2 separate regions of the Sus scrofa genome follow, and region 2 is linked to region 1. Evidence: chromatin contacts called from public Hi-C data. All regions are on one chromosome and are shown on one strand. The core of a region is the stretch at or near the end of the contact, and the rest is flanking DNA. Distances in the headings are between cores, read along the strand shown.

Region 1 (6,079 bases), core at 1,724-4,223:
CCGTGCCTCCTTGCTCTAACCTCAGGCTTCTGTTGTGCCCACAGACGTTGCATGGTGATTGGTAATTGCATATGTGAGCTCTGGAATCAAAATGAATGGCTGTGGAGTTCCTGTGGTGGCTCAGCAAGTTAAGAACCCGGCTACTATCCATGCAGATGCAGATTCAATCTCTGGTCTCCCGAAGTGGGTTAAAAATCCAGCATTGCTGCAAGCTGCGGTGTAAGTGTATGTCACAGATGTGGTTCAGATCTAGCATTGCAGCTCCGATTGGACCTGTAGCCTGGGAGTGTCCATATGCCACAGGTGTGGCATAAAGAGGAGAAAAAAAAAGAATGGCTGCCACTTTGTTGCTATGTGGTCTTTCGGTGCCTTTGTTTTTCCCTTTAAAAGGTGAGGACATAACTATTCTTATAGCATAAGATTATTATGGAGATGGAATAGATTAAAATATTTAAAATGCTTGAACAGTGCCTGCCTTACATTTTTAGATACATGACCTCTTACGAATCCTTTCAACTTCCCTGTAATGAAAGTATTATGAGATCATTTTAGAGATGAGGAAAACTGAGGCTCAGAGAAGCTAAGTCATGAAGCCAGAGGGACAGGATTGTTGCAGGCTGGGTTGTCAGATATGCAGGCTCCGAGATGGAGACTAATATGTCAGAAGCATATTAGGAGGTGAACAACCGGTGTGGAGGGGGTGAGGTGGAAAAGACTGAACGGTCGTGCAGTTACAAGTAAAGGCTCTCCATCCAGTGGGAACTCAGTGGTTTAAGACACATCCACAATTATTTAATCCTCTTTTTGGCGGGGAGGGGGGCTACATGTGCCACATATGGAAGTTCTCAGGCTAGGGGCTGAATCGGAGCTGTAGCTGCCGGCCTACACCACAGCCATAGCAGCTACAGCCATGAGCTGCATCTTCAACTTACACCACGGCTCATGGCAACGCTGGATCCTTAACCCGCTGAGCAAAGCCCAGGATTGAACCTGCCTCTTCATGGAAACTAGTTGAGTTCATTATTACTGAGCCACAGCGGGAACTCCCTGATGCTCCCTTTTTAAGGCAGAGCCAAATTCCCCTTCCTTCCAGTGTGGGCTGGATTTAGTGACTCTCATCTAATGAACAGAAGAAAAACGAATGTGAGGAGTCAGAGGCTAGGCCATTCAAGGCACAGCCTCCTCTCCCTGTGGGAGTGTCTGTTCTGGGAGAAGTCACCTGCCCCGCTGTGAGGACTCTCAGGCAGCCTGGGAGGGTCCCTTGAGGTCATCAGCCCCCAGCCCTGTGAAGAAGCCATCTTGGATCTTCCAGCCCCAGTCAAGCCTTCGGATGACTGTGGCCTTAACATCTTGACTCCAACTACCTAAGACCTTGAACCAGCACAACTGAGTGAAGCTGCTCCTAAGTTCTTGACCTACTTTAAACTACTATATGTTGGGATAGACACTAATACTCAGAGCTTTGGTGCTATACTTGTCCTTTAAGGTCGTCCCAAACTGGGGTGAGGGAAAGAGGCCTTTGTACCCTAAATTGACTAGGCATTAGATATGGGCAATCCTATCCAAAAGGACCATGACTTTGGGCAGTTTTCTTCAGCCTAGAACAAGTTTTGAACGGTGACTTTGCTGAGAGCTGTTGAGACCATAACACTGAGCAGCTCAGGGAACATGCCCTTTAGTCCTGGAAGAGGGTCTGGCCAGAGCATCACAGCATCCTCTAAAAGATGCTTAGTAGGGCCTCTCTTCCTGTCCCAGAAAGGGCGTGAAACTCACAGCGAAAAACAACACGGGACCCCATCTTCTATCAAAAGATGCCTACAGTTGCAGCTGGACACTAAAAGCTGATCTAGCCCTGCTTCCGTGAAATACCTTCTCAATCCTCTCCTTCTCAATCTCTAGAAGAAGGCAGGGGAAGGAACAGAAGGAGGTAGCGGGCCTTGTGGAGAACACAGTGTGAGAGCCAGAACCATGAATTGCACCTTTGCACCATCACTAAGGATCTAGGGTCCCACTCAAGCCAGGAGACTGACACTTTGACAGAGTTTGATTTTTAGTAATGAAATTGACCAGAATGTCCCAGTATCACCTAAGGTGTGGTAAGGGCTAGAAAAGATTCAAAAGGGAAGTGCTGGAGAAAAATGGACTGTTCTTCCATTTGGAATCCATCCCATAGAGACGGCTCAACAAACTGATTACAGCGATAATAGCTTGGAAATAAAGCTCTTTGCAGTGCACCAGCATTCCATATAGATTGTGTGCAACCTACACAAATGAGTGAAATACAGCACACTTGTCCTGGAAGAACAAGAAACGTTCTGTTGCAAAATAAGTATAAAGCAGGTTTGTTGAAGCAATCAAGCTTAGAATGTGGATTCTTGTAAGGTGTTTCTTTTCCTGTTTCCTGCATTGTCTACCAAGATTGGTATTTCACCGTTTTTGGTTTGTTTGTTTGTTTGTTTTTAAGAAATGATGGGTTTGATGGCGAGGGATCCACTTCTGGAATTGCAGAGCAGGCTGTGATTATTAAGTCCCTAATGAATTGTTTTAGCATTGCTGCGTTTGAGTTGCCAGGAAGCTATCCCAGACTGAGAGGGAAGCCCTGAGGCCAGAGAGGAGCTGAAAACTGAGACCTGATTATTGGGAAATATCCATGTATCAACCTTCAAAAGCTACTGTAGCTATAGCACTATCACTGTTGTCCTGTAAAATAAATTCTCAAGAGACAGGCACTCGTGATACTAACTCAGGAAATTGTGGAAAAATTCTCTTGTAACCCTACAAGTAAAGCACTTTAAAAACAAATATCGTCAACTATAAAAGACAAAAATCTTAAAAGGTAAAAGTCGAAAAAAAATAAATACCAGAATCAAAGAATTTTTAAAAAACAAAAAGCACTTCACTATATTTAGTTATCAAAACAATTAAAAATTTACTTCTTACTGGAAAAGTCCTTGTTTAAAACACCGACAAAGGATTTTATTTCAATAAACGTAGTGTGTTGCTTAGCACCGTACTGCTGCCCTGCCTGGAGGCAATCTTTCCAGAAAGCAATGTATTTCTTGTGTTTATCTAGCCACTCTTGCTGGGAATAAAAAGACGACGACGTGCGTCTCAGGTCTGACGTTTTCATTTCCAGGCACTGCCGGGACCCAGGGCCTGCCAGCGGCGCTTCCCCACAATCTGCGCACGAATATGAATATTCAACACCCCGTTCCAGGGCGCGCGCCGGGGGAGTACCCACAAGCCCCCGCGGCTCCCGCGGGGCGGTCGAGGTCACTCGCGCTCCCCAAGACCTTGGCCCCGGGCCCGGTGGTGGGGACGGGAGAGCCGTTCCTCGCTTCTTTGCCGGCTGGGAGTGCGGGGCCGCGGAAAGGGCAGGGAGGACCACCCGGCCCGGAACGGACATGAGGCCTTCGCCCTCAGTGCCCCCGGAAGAAAGCGGGGAAGTCGAAAGTCAACGAGAAAAAGGCGATCGGAAGGGAAGGCACTCTCAGTTATCACCGCCCTAAAGCCAACTCAATAGCGCAGCGACTCCTCGCGCCGCACAGCCTGACGGGAGCTTCAGCCACAGAACAGGCTGCCCCGGCGACACCTCCTCGGCACCGCCCCCCGCCGCGGGGCACGCCGGGAGAGCCGGGTTTCCCCCTCCCTCTAGGAAACGGGCGAGGAGCAGGGTATTTCCGGTGTTACGACTGTCTTACGGAAAAGGAGGGGTTAGTTCGGTCCCGCCCTCACGCCCAGCGAGGGCGGGGCGAGAAGTGACAACCCCTCGGCCTGCGCTAAGGCCCGCCCCTGCACCGGAAGGAGGAAGGCCGGGGAGGCGACGCTACGTCCGGCGCGAGGTCACGTGACGCAACTGCCGGCGGACAGGAGAAAGGGGCGGGGCTCCGGGTGGAAGGGCGTGTCGGCTCTCTATCCTCTGGTCACGCGCAGCAGGAAGTGGCGCCCGAAGCGGATTATTCGAGATGGGGACCACTCTGGACATTAAGATTAAAAGAGCAAACAAGGTGTATCACGCCGGGGTAAGTGGGGTGGACGGGCCTGCAGGTTCTGTTGTCTCCGAGGTCCGGCGCATTTCTGGGCTTTCCTGGGCCGGGCGAGGCGCGCCTCCAGGTGCATCCCGGCCAGGTGCGTCCCGGCCAGCTGCATTCCCGCCAGGTCGGTCTCGCTAGTGCGGTTGGTTGCCGTTCGAGCGGTCCACGCCGGAATTGCTTCCGCGGCTGGGAGCCGCGCAGGGCCGAGGTGCTGGCGCTAGGTCTCCAACGCTAAGCTTGCGGCCCCTTGACCGTGCAGCTCGGCTTTGGGCCCGCGGGCTAGAGCTGTTAAGTGACCACTGAGGGCGGAGGAGCTCGGAGACCAAACGCCCCGTTCCTCACTTCTAAGGGGAATGCAAAAGTCTCATAACAGGCAGAATTAATTGGAAGCAGAAATACGCAGGCCTTGGTCAGCTCTAAAAACCGTGTAAAAGTTATTCATGTCTCTGGTTTTGTTGTTTTAAGAAGGAATATCGTTTTAAAATACGAGTCAAAAAATCTTAATTATGCAATTAACAAGTTTTGCGCCACTGGCTCCCTAACCTCCTCAGGCCTCTGTTATTTGCCAAATGAGGATGCAAAGTTCCTCTTCCTCTAACTTGGGGAATCTCAGCCTTAGGAGTATCAGTCACTCCGGGAATTTAAAACTACAGTGACCCGGGTCTCACCCTTCAAGACGTGATGTGCAGGTTGAAATCCCAGCCAGGTCTCACATTCTGTGGCATAAAATTGAGAGTAGACGTTAGTCACCTGAATGCAGGGAGGTCTCAAAAGGGATGTTAACACCTTTGAGTGCAAGATAATTCAGCCTGCTATTATTCACACAGGTTCAAGTGGTCATCTCCAGATTATTCATTACAAAGGGAAAAAGCTACCTTTATAATGGAGGAATCTGATAGTTATCATCCTAACCAAGACCAACAGTGAATACCACTTTACTCACCACTATGAGACTGACAATATGTTGGGAGGGTAATAGAGGGTCCTGGCACGAAGCACAGAGAAGGACACAACTCACCTGTGTAGTGTTCCTGCCAAAAGTGCTTCACTCAGGCCATGAGGAAACAGGTGTGTTCAAATTGAGACACATTCGAGGCAGTAATTGGCCTGGATTCTTTAAATATGTCAAAACAGTATTTTTAGATTCAAGAGAGGAAAGCTGTGACAACCAAGCACAATACCTAATTTTTGATGAGTAAATTTGAATATGGGCTATGTATTAGAGTCTTGTATTGGTGTTGAATTCCCCCAGTATGATATTCATATTTTGGTTATGTGGGAGACTACTCCACACGCTGAATTGTTTAGGAGTAAAATGTCACAGTAACTAAATTTTAAGTGGTCCAGCCATAAATTGTGTGTGTGTGTGCATGTGAGGAGCAAGAAGGCAGCTGTACCAAAATATTAGCAACTGATCGGAGTCCCCGGTGTGGCTCAGTGGGTTAAGCTCCAATGTCGTCTCTCTGAGGATGTAGGTTCAATTCTGGCCTCTCTCAGTGGATTAAGGATATAGCATTGCAGCAAGCTGTGGCATAGGTCGCAGGTGTGGCTCTCATTTGACCCCTAGTCCGGGAACTTCCGTATGCTGCAGGTGAGGCTGTGAAAAGAAAAATTGGTAACTAGTTGAAAGCTGTATGGATCTACCTTGTATTCTTTACGAAGAAAAAAAAAAACAGCTTTATTGAGATCTAATACCATAAAATTCAGTCTTTTAAGACGTACAATTTAGTTTTTTGGATTTTTTTTTTTTTTTTTGCTTTCTTAGGGTCACATCCATTGCATATGGAACTTCCCAGGCTGGGGTCACATTGGAGCTGCAGCTGCTGGCCTACACCACAGCCACATCAGCGAAGGATCCAAACCACGTCTGTGACCTACACTGTAGCTCATGGCAACACTGGATCCTTCCCACTGAGCAGGGCCATGGATTGAACCCACATCCTCATTGATACTAGTCAGTTCATTACTGCCACAATGGGAACTCCTGGGGTTTTAATACATTCAGAGTTGTGCAGGCGTCACCACCATCTAATTTTAGAACATTT
Region 2 (6,270 bases), core at 3,642-6,141, 200 kb before region 1:
CTTCCTGACATCCATAGGAAAAAAACGCTAAGAAGAAAAAAAAAAAATTATGCAAAACTCTTAACATATTCAGACTTAAAGTGTCATTACTCCCTCCCTCTCCTGCTTTAGAGAAGAGTTGTTATAGAAATGATAACTTGGTATATATTAAATACAACTTTGAAAGAGTTATCCACAATTACCTAAATTTTTTGCCGTCCTTGTTAATATCTTTCTTTTACATAATTATCTATAATCATTAACTTACCAATCTTCTTAATAATCAATACGACAATCACTGAGAGTAAAAAAATTTAGTTATGTTTAAATGTGTCACAAAATAACGTTCCTCCCCCATTGCAAGATAAATGCTATTGTAACACAGCAACAGTCTTACCTCATTAATATGCTTATATGTTTTGATCAAGTCAACAGAAAGTTTTCTCAGGGGAGCAGTAGCTGGATCACGGAAGGTTTGGGGCATCCGCCTCTGTAACATGACAATATCAGGCATCACCTTAAATAGACAGAAAAGACTAGCACTTTAACTATGCTGAACTGGTATGAATTCCCTCTTCTGTAACCTGTGTATATGTATTTAAAAAAAAAGAGAGACATCTACATTAGATTATATATTCTCTCTCAGTTATCTTTTTCAATCAGAATTCAATGAAAACAATCACTGGAACAAATAAGTAAAATCAAGAGAATATATCCAGCTATTCAAGGCTTGCCTCCACTCCCCAAATTAAACAAGAGGATTACAGACACACCCCTCGTCCAGGAGACATGCATGATGTCCATAAGGGCGTCTCCACCATACATTCCGCTGAAGGGAAAGTTTCTTCTGAATTAATTCCTAAAGCCTGACCAGGTTCGCAACAGGCAGACAAAGACTAACCTACCTTTCAGCTTCTTAAGACAGACCCCAGCGGGCACCATGAAGCGAGCAGGCCATGGGGCAGAGATGGAGCTTGGTGCTGCAGGAACGCAGCTCCCAACACCCCAGACCCTGCCCTCCGACAAGCAAGCATTTGCCTGTCAGCAAGGCTGACATCTGCACGCACTTCCTCAGTGTGACTGAATAAAACACCCCGCCCCCAAAATCCAACCTTACCCTCTCCACATTCCCTGCGCCCCCACCCGTTGAGTTACTCTCCACAGCACTGACCACCTGACATACTAGTGTACATTTACTCATTTACTGGTTTCCATTTTTTTCTCCTCCTTCTACTACAAGGAAAATTCCAATGGGTAGGGATTCTTCTGTTCAGTTATATTCCCTTTGCCTACAAAACTGCCTGGCATATAGTAGGTGTTTAATAAATATTTGTTGAAAAAACAAAGGAATCCATAATATCAATATCCTTAGTTAGGGTTACACTAGGAGCTGACCACAAAGAAGCATCCATAAGGTCCTCTGACACCTTAAAGCTAATGAAACCTTCTTTTAAAAAACTCATTTCAACTATACTTCCACCCCAATGCCAAACCACGTCTCTCTCCTATCCAATTACGCAGTGGGCATTCAACTTGGAGCTTTGTGCTAGAGGTGTGGGGCAGAAACACGATGTCCTCCAGATGCAAACACACCCAGGATTGCTGCAACTAGCACACCAATGATCCCGGACTGCTGTTCTCACCCCACTCTTCTACCATGTGCCAAGCCTCAGCAAGGGGTCCCAGCGGGGCGACGTGCAACCAACAGATCCTCGAAACCAGTTAATTACATTAAGGTCCCATTAGTCACTACCACTAGCCTTCCTTGAGTTCCTGTCTAGCCTTTACAGACACTTATACCAGCAAAATCCACTGAGTCAGAAGCCCCTGATACAGCCCCTTTCAAAGGATTCTCTGGTCAATTTAAGGGCAGAGAGACAGTAAACACACCATACTAAGGATTCACAGCAATGTCTGGAAATTAACCAAGCTAACCCACACTAACTAAAGGAAGAGATTAGGGTTATAAGGTGATAACAGAGAGAACAGAAAAGAACCACCATCCCTGGGGTATGAAAGAGTGAGCACAGCAACTATCTAGGTGTATTTTCTCTTAAACCAATACAATGTTCATTTCCTCTGCATCTGTACTCAAACTCTTAAAAAATTATCAAGATGGAAAATTCACTAAATTACTATATTAAGTTAATAATTGTTATCTTTTCCCATGACCCTCTCCTTAAGGTTCCAAATAAGGTTTCCAAATAAGGTTTAAGGGGAAAAAACCTTCAGTGATTAATTATAACTTACTTGTCTGAAAATACAGTAAGACTTCATAAGACAATCTGAATACTTTTTAAAATAGAGAATTGCTTTATTTTTCTAAATACAAAAGGAGGGGTTCGCAGAATATTTTGCTTTTATAGCAGTCCTTGGAGACTTAATTTAACGAATAAATGACAGTGGTAACAAGGATGTCAATTATAAAATGTTACGTGAATGAACGCTGTAAGCATTCAATGTAATGAAAGGGTTTACCTTAATGTATTTCTTTCTTTATTTTTTAAGGCCATGACAGTAGTTTCAAGTAGGTCATGTGGTTGGCAAGACCTTCTTGGACTACTGGAGCACAGCCTCACAGTGAGGTTTCAGGGACGGCTGAACCAGTGAAATACTTTACCACTGTAACGAGAGTTGATAGATGGTCTAACTTTGTTAGACGCAGGTGAATTACTTCAGTAGTTAATAATAAAATACTAATTGTAGCAGCAAATATTTGCCAAACACTACTTTTTTTGAGTATGCATTACTTTACTCCTTCATGTAATCTTCCCCACAATCTCATGAGAATAAGGAATGTTCCTGTCACCATTTTTCAAATCAGAAACCTGAGTGTCTGATGTAAAGTTACTTGACCGAGGTCCTAGAGCCAGTAAATAAAACAGATGATTTGACAGCTGAGGTAGTCTCATGCCTAAATACCCATGCTCTGAACCACGGCACTGGGCCAGAAGCTCCCTTGTTAATTTTAGGCGCCCATTCTCTCCTCTTGGTCAAATCATTTTTAGGCTATTTGTTGGGCACAATAATTGAGTGATGCATAATAAATACCAATATGATTGATAATGAAAATAAGACAAAAAATACCAATAAAATAAATGAATGCATTTACTAAAATTAATTACGTTTGAAACTGCGAATATGTTTAAGTTTTTAACTTATCCACTTACAATTCCACTGGTATTTCAAACACTGGAAAAAAGAACCAGTGACTACATCTTTTCAGGAATAATTCATTATGCTCACTTAAAACACCAAAATCACACAATTAAAAAAAAATCAATTTAAAATGTATAGTAGTACATACATGAAATTGAACATGAACACAATCTTGACTAACAATGTTTTTTACACTCAATACACAAATGTGTGCTACTGAGCCTGACCTGTCACTATATACTGCTAGTCTCTTCTACAACTGGCCAGACTGCCTACAAGGCCAAATTGATTAGCTAATTCTAAATACCTTACTTTTTTATATACTTCTGGCAGCAGAAATTACTATTCCAGGGGCATCTGTATATATAAGCCAGATGCATTCCACCCACAAAAAACTGGTCTTTAGGTCAGACTGTATTTCAGTGTTTCAAACAGCACCTTGTACAGAGTAGATGCTCAGAATATATAGAAAAGAACAAATCAATTTCCATAAACTAAATAACATTTTCTCCACTAACTTTGTCATTTTGTATTAGGTAAACCAAACTGTCCATTTTTCACTGTTGTGGCGCCATAAGCTCAAATCCAGAATTAGAAAACAACTTTGCCAAATACACACTCAGTCATAAATCTATACCAGGACTCAGACCAGTCCTATGCATTTGATGCTTTGTCCACTTTCAACTTCTCACAAAGTCAGAAGAATGTAAGGTGGCGAGGTCCCTTCTTCCCTTTCACAGCTGGGTGAAAAACCCAGTGTACATAGGACCCAGGAGCTCACCATGCTGTGGCAGGGAGCCAGTTCCCCTCCACGACACCCCCCAGTCCCCAGTGTCCTCACTTGCAAAAGGGAACTTGTTGAGCTATCCTCCTACTGGTTCTGGGAGCCAAGAAAAACCACACACCCCCAAATGCTCCTAATTAAGGGAACTTTCTGGGGAAAGACACAGATCTTAAAGCAAAAAACCAAACAAACAAACAAACAAAACCCAACAACAGGCAGGAGACAGTTCCCCCTGTGGCTCAACCAATTTTGAATCCAACTAGTATCCATGAGGATGTGGAGTCAACCCCTGGCCTCGAAAGCTGGGGTGTAGGTTACAGACTCGGCTTAGATCTAGCGTTGCTGTGGCTGTGGTGTAGGTTGGCAGCTGTAGCTCGGATCTGACCCCTAGCCTGGGAACCTCTGTAAGTTGCAGGAGCTAAAAACAATCTTTTATCTTTTCTTGAAAAGATTCACCATGTGCTAGGACTTTATTAAAAGACTGTTTTCTAGTTTAATAACACCGACCCTACCCATTTTATGTTTACCTCACATCACCACTCATCTCAGTGCATGAGGACCCTGACACCTCCCTTTCTTGCTCTCCTGAGAGCTATGCGTGAAGCTGGACAGAGCACATGCTTTAAGAACCGTGAAAGGTACTGGGAAAACTAGAAAAGCATTTCAAACATCCGATCATACTTTCCTACACTTACTCCAAATACATTTTATCTTTTGAAAACTGTTTTAAATTTACATGTAACACTCATACGAGAAAGATTAACTACAAGAAATAAAATGTTAAAGTTAGCTCATTTCAATTTACTTGTACATAAGACTTATTTAAAGACACTGATAGGGTGATTAAGAAGCAGCAATGGAAATCAAATAATAAAATTCCAGGAGTTTAGAGCTAGACAGTATACTTGGGAGTTCTAGTCTAAGCATAATCATACATTCCAGAACTGACAGAAGAGGCTCTGTGACCCGACTCAAGCCACACACCAAGATCATGAGTCAAGACCTGGAGTCCATGTCTTATGACTAGCAGACCCCTCTGTGTCAGCTCACAGTTTTAGTGCTTTAGACAGCAGTTTTAAGACAGCTTTTAATCTGACTAGCTTATTAGGTTCAGAAATCTTTGGAGTCTGTTAGAAATATCCGGCTGAATATTACTTCTTAAAGTCCTTTTACATTATGTGAGACTTTAAAAATATTTTACAGCTTAAAATGGAAACACTAAGTAATTTATCTCTTATTTGAAAATAAATAATCCACAAATAAGATGTTAGTTGTACCTAAAAATAGGTACCTTGCTAACTAAATTACCTCCTACAATCATATAACCATAACAAGGACCTTAAAGTTCTGGATTTTTTCCCTCGCCCTCCGTATAGACACCAGGTGTTAGAACTGATGAGCAGAAAGAAAGCAGAAAGAAGCCTGCCTGGGCCAGGCCCCCCGAGACTGCAGCTTACAGTCTTGGAGAGTCACTAACAGGAGCTCAGTCCCTTCGGTTGTAAAAGAGACTGAAAACAGGCATCCTGCCTGACAGGCTGCTTTTGAACAAGCGGGAAAATGAACCCAAATCTTTTTCTCTTAAAAATACAATGCAAACGAGTCATGTGCTATCACTACTGTTTGGACATCCAGAGCTTTCTTCCAGTACATGATTAAATGCTTTCCAATTCTGACCAACTGCTCAATTCTCAAACATACAACTTCTCAATTTACTGCATAAAACAAATTCTTAAGACCCACCATAATTTATCTTACTATTTAACTGTGAATGTTATTCATGTGCTATATACACTTTATCAATGTAAACTCCGCTCAACTATTGACAGTCTTACGAAAATACATACAAGGGTGTACGCAAATAATGCTACTTAACTGCAGCCAACAGCTCACTAAAACCACGTATTATTGAATTAGAGAAAAAACATTTCCTTTAAATAAACCAATATAGAAATACCTTGATATTTTCCAAGTTTTGGTTCATATTAAAAGACCTAAATGAACAATGACAAGCCAAATTCCTAAGTACATGGGAAAAATTGCCATTTTCAGCACTCATCACATGGCCTCAATGGGCACAGAAACTTTACCACAACTACAGCTAGTAAAAAAAATTCTCCCCGCACCAGAAATCAACAGAATGGATGCAGTTAAAGCTAGTAAACACACACACACACACACACACGCACGCACACGTGCACACGTATGTATGTGTACTGAGAGGTTTCAGCATTTATTCATTTTGTACTACCCATCTTATGGAAAACTGCTGAAATCTATAGTTTGAATGTAAGAATGATCGGCATGGTTAATTTACATTAACATTTTTTCAATTTTTTTTTTTTTTTTTT

What was found. A called contact is a pair of places that touch in the nucleus more often than the background predicts.
Region 2: a contact with region 1 is called in a Hi-C map of embryonic fibroblasts, with 2.0 times the contacts expected there. The contact joins the enhancer-like site here to the promoter of DSCR3 in region 1. A contact is called at or near these places in 3 of 47 Hi-C or Micro-C datasets (alveolar macrophages, embryonic fibroblasts and mesenteric adipose tissue) and 2 of 2 datasets of contacts at active chromatin or transcription factors (alveolar macrophages and skeletal muscle).

Annotation. Positions count from the first base shown.
Region 1 is chr13:200,923,898-200,929,976 of Sscrofa11.1, reverse strand. DSCR3 (Down syndrome critical region protein 3) reads left to right here and starts at 2,973. Exons shown (of 7, transcript XM_005670333.3): 1 at 2,973-4,022. The coding sequence starts at 3,966.
Region 2 is chr13:201,122,627-201,128,896 of Sscrofa11.1, reverse strand. DYRK1A (dual specificity tyrosine-phosphorylation-regulated kinase 1A) reads right to left here. Exons shown (of 12, transcript XM_005670334.3): 4 at 377-496. Among named protein-coding and RNA genes, the nearest start is that of DYRK1A, 120 kb to the right of the region's middle. Within about 2 kb of position 4,891, at least 7 of the 83 cell types and tissues checked have an H3K27ac peak or open chromatin away from gene starts, as enhancers often do. A contact at or near this core is called in alveolar macrophages and embryonic fibroblasts, where this site is marked.